Linked DNA regions of Sus scrofa: region 1 is linked to region 2. The links are chromatin contacts, called in public HiChIP or PLAC-seq maps. All regions are on one chromosome and are shown on one strand. The core of a region is the stretch at or near the end of the contact, and the rest is flanking DNA. Distances in the headings are between cores, read along the strand shown. Region 1 overlaps NCOR2 (nuclear receptor corepressor 2). Region 2 has its middle 59 kb from the start of NCOR2.

Evidence for each region. HiChIP or PLAC-seq counts read pairs in DNA pulled down with a chosen protein or histone mark.
Region 1: an H3K27ac HiChIP or PLAC-seq map of alveolar macrophages shows a contact between it and region 2. The contact joins two enhancer-like sites. A contact is called at or near these places in 2 of 47 Hi-C or Micro-C datasets (heart right ventricle and omental adipose tissue) and 2 of 2 datasets of contacts at active chromatin or transcription factors (alveolar macrophages and skeletal muscle).

The regions. Positions count from the first base shown.
Region 1 is chr14:28,775,551-28,780,084 of Sscrofa11.1, reverse strand. The region is part of intron 22 of NCOR2 (nuclear receptor corepressor 2); the gene reads right to left. Among named protein-coding and RNA genes, the nearest start is that of RFLNA, 63 kb to the left of the region's middle. Within about 2 kb of position 2,189, at least 45 of the 83 cell types and tissues checked have an H3K27ac peak or open chromatin away from gene starts, as enhancers often do. A contact at or near this core is called in alveolar macrophages, where this site is marked.
Region 2 is chr14:28,581,236-28,585,690 of Sscrofa11.1, reverse strand. No RefSeq gene overlaps it. Among named protein-coding and RNA genes, the nearest start is that of NCOR2, 59 kb to the left of the region's middle. Within about 2 kb of position 3,005, at least 4 of the 83 cell types and tissues checked have an H3K27ac peak or open chromatin away from gene starts, as enhancers often do. A contact at or near this core is called in alveolar macrophages, where this site is marked.

The sequences.
Region 1 (4,534 bases), core at 940-3,439, 200 kb before region 2:
CCTCCCCTCAGGGCTGTGTCCTGCCTTGCTCCCTGTGGTGCCTTGTCCAGGTGGTGGGCAGTCAGATCGGAGGAGAGGGAAGCCAGGACTGCCAGGGTCAAACGCTCTCAGCAGACACCAGCTGGGGGACGCACACAGAGGTCCAGACCCCTCTGTCCTGAGTCCCCCCCAGCCCCGGCCAGTGAGGCAGGAGCTGAGTGGGGACCGCAGCCATGGGCACAGCATGTCACAGGTTACAAGCTGACAGCCTGGGCTCTCACTATACAGAATGGACAGGCAAGAAAGAGGGTCTGGGTTGAGATCTTCCACAAGCACAAGGGTCCTGAGCCCCCAAGGAGCGGGCAGATGGCGCTCACATGGCTCCCCCATCTCCCCGAGCACCACGGCGGTGGTGGTGAGCACCACCCCCGGAGCCATCCTCACAGCAGTGCCCTCCATTCTCTTCCCTTTGTTTTCTTGGAAGACAGGGCTTTTATTTTCCTCTCCAGAGGCCCCGGGCAGGGCAGGGGCTCTCGGAGCCTGGCACTGTGCACATGATCTGGGACGGGCAGGGACGCCGGCAACCAGGCTGGGAGCAGCCAGCCCCCACCACCCAGCCCTGTGGTTCAAGGCTCCAGGTTCAAATCCTGCCTTGGGCTGCAGGACTTAAACCACGGTGCTCACCCAGTTTCCTCATCTGTAATCTGGGTACGAGAGCAGTCGCTCCCTCCAAGGACTGTCCCAGGGGTGGGACAAGCAAAGGCATGGGAAGTGCTGAGAACAGCCCCTGTGTGAACAGGTCAGGCATCTTCCCATTACTGTGGTTTTTCTTCCTGCCCTGGAAGACCAGGGCTGGGGAGGGGAGGGGGCGCCAGGGGACTCCGGGTCTGAACAACAGGCCTCCTCTCTGCCAGCTTCCCCATTATCACTGGGGCAGGGACGATCCCTGCTGCCAACAGTCAGGCTGCTTCCCATGCCCCCGGGACAAAAGCCCCCTCCCCAACGGGACCCACGGGGGCCACCGTGGGGGCAGGTTGGGCCAGGTCCCTTCCCACCTCTGTGACCTCCTCTCCTGCCCTCCCCTCTCCCCCTCACTGACTCCACTCTCCGTCCGCCTCAGGCCTCTTTGCTGTCTACGGAATATAAGTTCATGTGGCCCCAGGGCCTTCGGCTGTTCCCTCCACCGGCTTTCTCTCCACATCTCACACTATGTACTCTGATCATCCTTCAGTGTCACCTCCTTGGACAGGCCTCCCTGACCGCCCCGCCCATCCCTGCACCTGCTACCCCCTCCTAATCTCTCCGTCATCCCCTTATCACATGAGAATTCCCTTTCTTCCATTACCGTTCCGGTCCCCTACTAGTCACTCTCACTAAAACGTAAGCTCCCTAGAGCCAGGACCTTATCTGTCCTGATCCCAGCACCCCTTGAGCCCAGAATGGTGCCTGGCACATACTGGTGCCCAGTTAATCATTTATGGAATAAATGAATAAAGTAGAAATTGCTGTTACATTCTTTCCAAGTTCCAGGGGCTCAGCGGAAAAGCCACGTTCCATCCTCCTCTTGGAGTGACCTTTGGGGGAGTCCCTGAAGCCTTCCAAAGGAGGACAGCAAATTCTTTACTGAGCATCTACTGTGGGCCTGGTACCAGGTTGGCAACATGGCTAATAAGTCCATTATCCTCACAAGAAGCTCAGAAGTGGGGCTACCCGCACCCATCTAACACATGGGAAAAAACAAAAAAACAAAAAAACTGAGGCCCAGGGGAAGGGACTTTCTGAAGAGCCAGCCCTTCCAGAAAATGCCCAGGCACCTTCTCTGGGAAGCAGAACAGGCGAGGGGCAGGCAAACTCGAGGTTCTGCAATCAGAGCCTCTATCTCTGGCCACGGGCCAGGAAAACTCCCCAGCGGAGCTGCCTGGCGGAAAGTGATGGAGAGTAAAAGCAGGATATGATTTTCTCTCCCAAAGCCGGCCAGGCACGGGCCAGAACGAGATGCATCTTGTGTCTGTCCAGGGACACCCAGTTCACTGCGCTGGGGCTGCCAGGCAGGAAGGAGGGCTGTGGGCAGGCGGCCAGGACCTGGGGTCGCCCAGGGGGCCCACCCGTCCCGCCGGCCCTTCTGAGAGGCGCTGGCTGCCAGGCTGTGCTCTGACGCATCCCGCCTGCGTCCTCCGGCGCCCGCCTGGCCCTGTGCGGCCGCGGCCGGGGAGGGAGGGGTGGCGGACTGCCAGCCAGGAAGAGGTCAGGAGGCTGGCCTGAGTCCAGCCTCACCCTGGGCGGGGGACTGGCCTCGGTCACATAGGGCGTGACAAACCAGGTGTCCTGACTCCCAGCCCAGGGCTCCTGCTCCCGAGGGAGCAAATGCTGGACATTCAGGCAGGAAGAGTGGACAGAAGCCAGACCCAGCTGGGGGAGGGAAGGACACGTCCCAGGGTGGGGCTGTAGGGGAGTGGGGAGAGGCTGAAAGTAGGCTATGGGGCTTCAGGCCTGGCCCGAGAGGTCCAGGGGGCTAATGGGATACAGCCCAACCCTCCGAGCTGTCCAGCTTGGGCAGGCCAAGTGCACCCCAAACACAGACTCCAGGAGGCCACTCCACTGTGGCTGCCCCATGAGCTCAGCACTCTTCCTGCTAAGAGCAGAAACATGTGTTTCCATGACTCTATCCCCCGAGGCCAGCAGGAGCGGGGTAGGGAGCCGCCCACCCTGACCCCGTTACCCAGGCACAAAGAGTGAGCCCAGTGGCCCACCCTGGCCGCCAGCCCTCCCCAGTGGACAGAGATGCAATGAGCACTGTTTTCCAAGATGTGCCCACTGGGCAGGAAGCTCAGGACCCCTGTGCCCTCAGAATCCCGCTGGCCAGGCCTTCGCCTATCAAAGGGCCACACACCAGACCCGCTGTTTCTCAGACAAGCGGGATGAGGTTCCTGCCAGGGACCCCTGAACTCAGGAGGATAACATGGCCCACTAGCTTTTGTGGAGCACGTGGAGACCCAGAGAGCTCTGACCAAGACTGATTTTTTTTTTTTCACGTCCTCACCCCATGGCATATGGAGGTTCCCAGGCTAGGGGTTGTCAAATCGGAACTGTAGCTGCTGGTCTACACCACAGCCATAGCAACGCCAGATCTGAGCTGCGTCTGTGACCTCTACCACAACTCATGGCAGCGCCAGATCCTTAACCCACTGAGTGAGGCCAGGGATTGAATCCATGCCCTCATGGATACTAGTTGGGTCCTTAACCTGCTGAGCCACAACTGGAAACCCAAGTCTGATTTTTTCATATGAAACATTCTAGAACTTGCCATTTTCTCCTGTCCCAAGGTGAATCATGGGGCAGAGGAAACGGCTCCCAGTGAACGCATCAGATTTGAAAGTCAGATTTTCCTCCCTCTCACCCTGCGAGAACTTTTCCGAGACACGTGAGAAGAGAGAAAACAGACTATACTGTTTTTAGTCAAAATAAAAATGACCCGCCTGCCTCCCTAGCAAACAATTCTCCAAGCTGCCCGGATGGGAGCAGGAGCGGGTCTCCACTGCCCCGCCTTCTGCTGCCCACGTTCAGCCCTAACTTGGGGCTGCCAGCTTTGGTTCTGGCCAGGGGCCTCGGGGACCCTCTGTGGGCGAAGGAGGAGCCGCTAGGCATCCCGGGAATCCGCCCTTTTTCCCTGAGTCCATCGCCATCAGCCTCATATGGACCTTCATCACCATCCGCTGGGACGTGGTCACCACTGCCTCTCAACCTGCATCCCTGGGTCCCCGATCAAACCTCCCACACACGGAGCGGGTTTCCCAGCCTGAGACACCCCCCAACTCTCTCAGGCACAGCTCTCCAGGTCTTCCCGTCACCTTGAGAACAAGGTGCAGCCACCTACCCAGCCCGAGAGGCCCAGTGAGGTGGGCCCCGCACCCTCCCACCGGGCCCCCCCCCACTTGCTCTGCCAGCTCAGTGCCTGAATCACGCAAGCTCGGTCCCACCTCCAGGCTTTTGCACTTGCTGTTCCCACTGTGCTGAGGGTAGAATCGCGTCCCCCAAAATACAATCACAAGTCCAAACAGCCAGGTACCTGTGAACTTCTTTGGAAACAGGCTCTTTTGCAGATGTGATCAAGTTAAGTGAGGTCCTTAGGGTGGACCCTAATCCAATGAATGTTTGTCCTTATAGTAAAGGGAAATCTGGGCACACAGACATAATGGAGAGAATGTCACGTGACTGGAAGTGATGTATCTACAAGCCAACAATTGCTGGCACCACCAGAGCTGGGGGTGGGGCGGGGGGCAGGAAGAAACCTTCAGAGGGAGCAGCCCTGCAGACAACACCTTGACTTCAGGGGCGGTCCCTTGTGACAGCAGCTCTGGATGCTAATCCATGCTGCCCGCACACTCTCTCCCCAGCTCTCCCTGTGGCTCCCTCCATTCCCGCCCAGGTTCGGCTCAGAGTTCACCTCTTAGGGGGACCAGCTCCCCCCCGCCCCGACTCTGTCTTCTCCCAACGCAGAACTTCTGTGACTGGACTATTCAGTGCCAGCCTCCCTCCAAGGGGAGGCCTGGAACCG
Region 2 (4,455 bases), core at 1,756-4,255:
TGCTAGGCTCAGGGAATTCAGCAGTGATCTGGGAGATAGGGGATGTTCCTGCCCTCACGGAGCAGAGGATCTGAAGGCAGAAATGCACAAGGAAAACTAAATAAATGTATCATACACTGTGTTAGAAAGTGGTTTGTGCCCTGAGAAAAAGTAAGTCAGGAAAGGAAGACATAACAGAGGTGAGGGAGTGAACCATGCAGTTTCTGGACAAAAGCAGAGCATGCAGAGGACACAGCCAGTGCAAGGGCCCTGGGGTGGGCACACGCCTGGTGTATTCAAGGAACGAGAGTAAGAGATTGACACTAGAGGTTGCCTGGGGTGGGGAGGAGGGTGTCTGGGAGTTGGGGTTTGAGTGAAATGCTCAATTTGCCTTGACCACATCCCATAGGGACTGCTTAAAGAACCATATGAAAGTTCTTTCTATTTTTTTCCTTGCTTTTTAAGGCCACACCCTCGGCATCTGGAGGTTTCCAGGCTAGGAGTCATATCAGAGCTGCAGCTACCAGCCTACACCACAGCCACAGCACCGCAGGATCAGAGCTGCCTCTGTGACCTACACCACTGCTCATGGGAATGCTGCATCCTCAACCCACTGAGCAAGTCCAGGGATCAAACCCACATCCTCGTGGATACTAATCAGGTTCATTTTTGCTGCACCACAAGGGGAACTCCCCCCTCCTTTTTTTTTTAAGCTTGGACATCTGGTATTGGACGTCCTGCATGCACTTCCGGACTTTTTGAGATTCAAGGAGGTCTCCTTTCCGGCATCTTTGCACCACATTTGCTGTTTTTCAGCCTCCTAGAGAATGTTAGGAATTAGTCCCTGGGTGGCCTGACCTCCCAGTCGGGCCTGGGAAGCCAACAAAAGCCCCAGGCTTCCCAGGGTGGCGACTGCTCACGGATGTCTGATCAGTATAAGAATCCACATGGCAGTGGTTACCATGTGTGACTCTCCAAGCAGCCCTGACCTGAAGCGCCCTGCCTATGGGCCCAGGGCACAGGCCCCTGGACAAGGCGAAATCAGAGCCCAGAGGCCTGTCCACGGCCAGCAAAGTCCTGTGGTCTTGGAGCCCAGTGTGTGTGTTCCTTCTGGGTCCCCTCTGGCTTTTACCTAACAGAGCCAATAATAATTCTCATTTTAAGAATGTCAGAGTTCCCTTGTGGTGCAGTGGGTTAAGACTCTGGGACTGTCACCTGTAAGCTCAGGTGACACTGTTGTGGTTCAGGTTTGATCTCTGGCCCTGGAACTTCCACATGCCGCCGGCAAGGCCAGCAGAAAAAAAAGAAAAGAAAAGAAAAATATCAATGCGGTGGGTTCATCTGATCCAGAAGGGTCCTCCAGGCCTCTCAGCGCCCTCAGGAATAACAAAAACCCAGCACTGCGTATGCAAAGTATGCAAGGCTCTCAGGTCCCAGAGGACAGTCCGTCTAGCAAGCACAAGCAAGTTGAACTGGAAAGGAGCCACGGTTGTGAATCAGACAGATCTGTGTTCAACTCCCAACCCTGACACCTCATTCAGTCACTCTTCAAACATGTATTAGGCTGGCCCCAGGGCCCGGCAGTGAACAGGACTCCCATGGAGCTAGCTTCCTTGCAAGGGCAGTGTCCATTCCTCTCTCCTCCCGGCTTGCCTTCCTGCACAGCAGAAGCCAACAAGTTTCCCAGACTCCCTTGCAGCCAGAGTTCCATGTGGATTCTGGTTCCATCCATCCGTAGTTAACACTAGAGTTTGCAACGGGATCCAGGGGTAGAGTGAAAGTCCAGCTGTTGGGCTGGGTGCACCACAGCAGTGGGGCAGGTCTGAAAGTGGCATCAGGGGGCAGCACCTCATTCAGAGGGCAGCTTCCTCCCCAGGGCGGGGGCAGCAGTTCCCCTGGCAGCCCAGCTCTGCAGCTTTGCCTCAAGTGCAGAAGCCACCTCACACCCTTCAACCACCTCTAGTCTGGGAACTTCTACATGCTGCTGGTGTGGCCAAAAAAAAAGTATTCTTTAAGAACTTTTTTTTTTTTTAGGGCTGCACCTGCAGCATGTGGAGGTTCCCAGGCTAGGGGTTGAACTGAAGCTGCAGCTGCCAGCCTACACCACAGCCACAGCAAAGCCAGATCTGAGCCATGTCTGTGACCTATGTCATTGCTCATGGCAATGCTAGATCCTTAACCCACTGAGCGAGGCGAGGGATCGAAACTGCCTTCTCATGGATGCTAGTCAGAATCGTTTCTGCTGAGCCCCAGTGGGAACTCCCCTGCTCTTTCTAAAACAAGCCCCTCTCCAAAGCTCCCAATTCTCCTTTCCTGATTAACCTTCCTTCTAACACTTATCACTGAGAGACCCAGGGTAAAACTCCGTGACCTCATAGGGACCATCTTCCACTGAGAGGCATCAAACAAACAAGTCAACACGTAATGGCGTGTTGTGATGTCAGCTAGTGTTGAACGAAGAAGAGTAAAGCAGAGGGTGACAGAGGGTGGTCAGGGAAGACCTCTTTGAGTGCAAGGACAGAGCCAGCTATGAGGATATCCATGGAAAAGGCATGTCAGGGGAGTTCCCTGGTGGCCTCACAGTTAAGGATCCAGCATAGTCACTGCTATGGCAAAGGTTTGACCCTTGCCCCCGGGAACTTCTGCATGCCTTAGGCACAGCTAAGAAAGAAAAAGAGAGAGAGAGAGAGAGAGAGAGAGGGAGAAAGGGAGAAAGAGAGAAAGGAAGGGAGAAAGAAAAGAGAAAAAGAGAAAAGGCATTTCAGGCAGGGGATACAGTAAGTCAAAGGCCCTGAGATAGAACAGAGGAACCTGACAAATATGAGCATCCTTGTATGCCACACAGGGAGTCCAGACTTTCCCTGCCAGCACTGGGGAGACCCTGAGGGCTTTTCAGTAGGACTGTGGTCAGGTCTGGGTCGTGTTTCAGAACAGTTGTCCCTTTGAGCAGCCCAAGGTGGGCGGCCTCGCAGTGAGAAATGATGTGTCACGGCGGGGCAGGGACGTGGGGAAGAGGAAGCCGATGCCGGAGGGGCTGGCCATGAACCAGACCCATCCCCGCAGCACCCAGGCACAGAGGGGAGACCTGCAGGGCTGGGTATGGAGACAAGTCTGGGCCAGACAAAGGGAGGGGAGCCCGCTTGTACCTGTCAGTTTGCTTTGGCAGCTACATGGGGAAAAAATGTCAATTTCTGCTCCTCTGTGATTCCTTTGAAGCTCTTTATGGAGAGGCTTACACAGAGACTGCAAGGCCCATCTATTCGCAAGGCCATCCGAGTCTAAGCCATCCAGGAAAGGGTGCCTCACGTGGGTGGATCAGGCCTCCTCTCACCCCATTTCATTATCTTTCTTAACCTGCTTATGCCTCAGTTTCCTCCTCTGTGAAATGGGTAGCATGCAAGCCATTGCTTCTTGGGGTGGGCCTGGAAAATAGATACTGATGGAAAGCCCTAAGCACTGTATTGGGGCCACATAAATGTCAACCAGACTCCTTTCGTTAGTGGTTACCAGGAAGGGGAGAGGTGGGTACTGGCCGGAGGAATCAAGGATGACTTCCTGGCAGAGGCGCGACTTGTGCTGGGACTGATTAGTAACAGCTAGGCCTAGCTGCGCTCTCACAACATGTCAAATTCATGTCTGAACTCCCTGAATCCCTGTAAGAACAGGAAGGAGGAGGTAAACACTATACTAGCTTCTTGGTATAAATCTCTGGTCACTGCTAGGACAAATGATCATAACCGTAGTGGCTTAAAACAACGTAAACTTATTACTTTAGAGTTCTGGACATCAGAGGTCCCCAGTGAGTCTTACAGGGCTAGACTCAAGGTGTCTGCAAGGCTGTGTTCTTTTCAGAGGCTTTGAGAAAAATCCATCTCCCTGCCTTTTCCAGCTTTGAGAAATCAGTGGCCCTGCATAGCTCCAACTTCTGCTGCATCATCACATCTGTTTCTCTGACTCTGACCCTCCTGCCTCCCTCTTATGTGGACCCTCGTGATAACATTGCCCCCCTTCCCCCAAATATCCAGGAGACTGAGCCAATCTCGAGATCCTTCACTGCATCACATCGGTAAAGTCCTTTGGTCATGTAAGGTTAAGGTCACACATTCTCAGGTTCTCAGAATTAGGGTGTGGACCTCTTTGAGGAGGTCACTATTCTATCAGATCCCTTTTATGCACAAGAAAACCAAAGCAAGAGAGGCTCAAGGTCACCCGACTTTGAGAAGTAGAGCCCTAACCTTGAACCAGGTCTGATGGTGACCACAGAGTCTACAGTCACCATCATTTCAGGATTCCAGCTTTTGCCATGCTTGTTCTTTGAACCTAAACATGGGTGCTCCAGCCAGTCTGTTTCTCCAATTCTTTTAAGAATTTTTATTTTTGACTTCACTAGCGGCATGAGAAGTTCCTGAGCCAGGGATTGTACTTGTGCCACTGCAGTAATCAGAGCCACAGCAGTGACAATGCCAGATCCTTAAC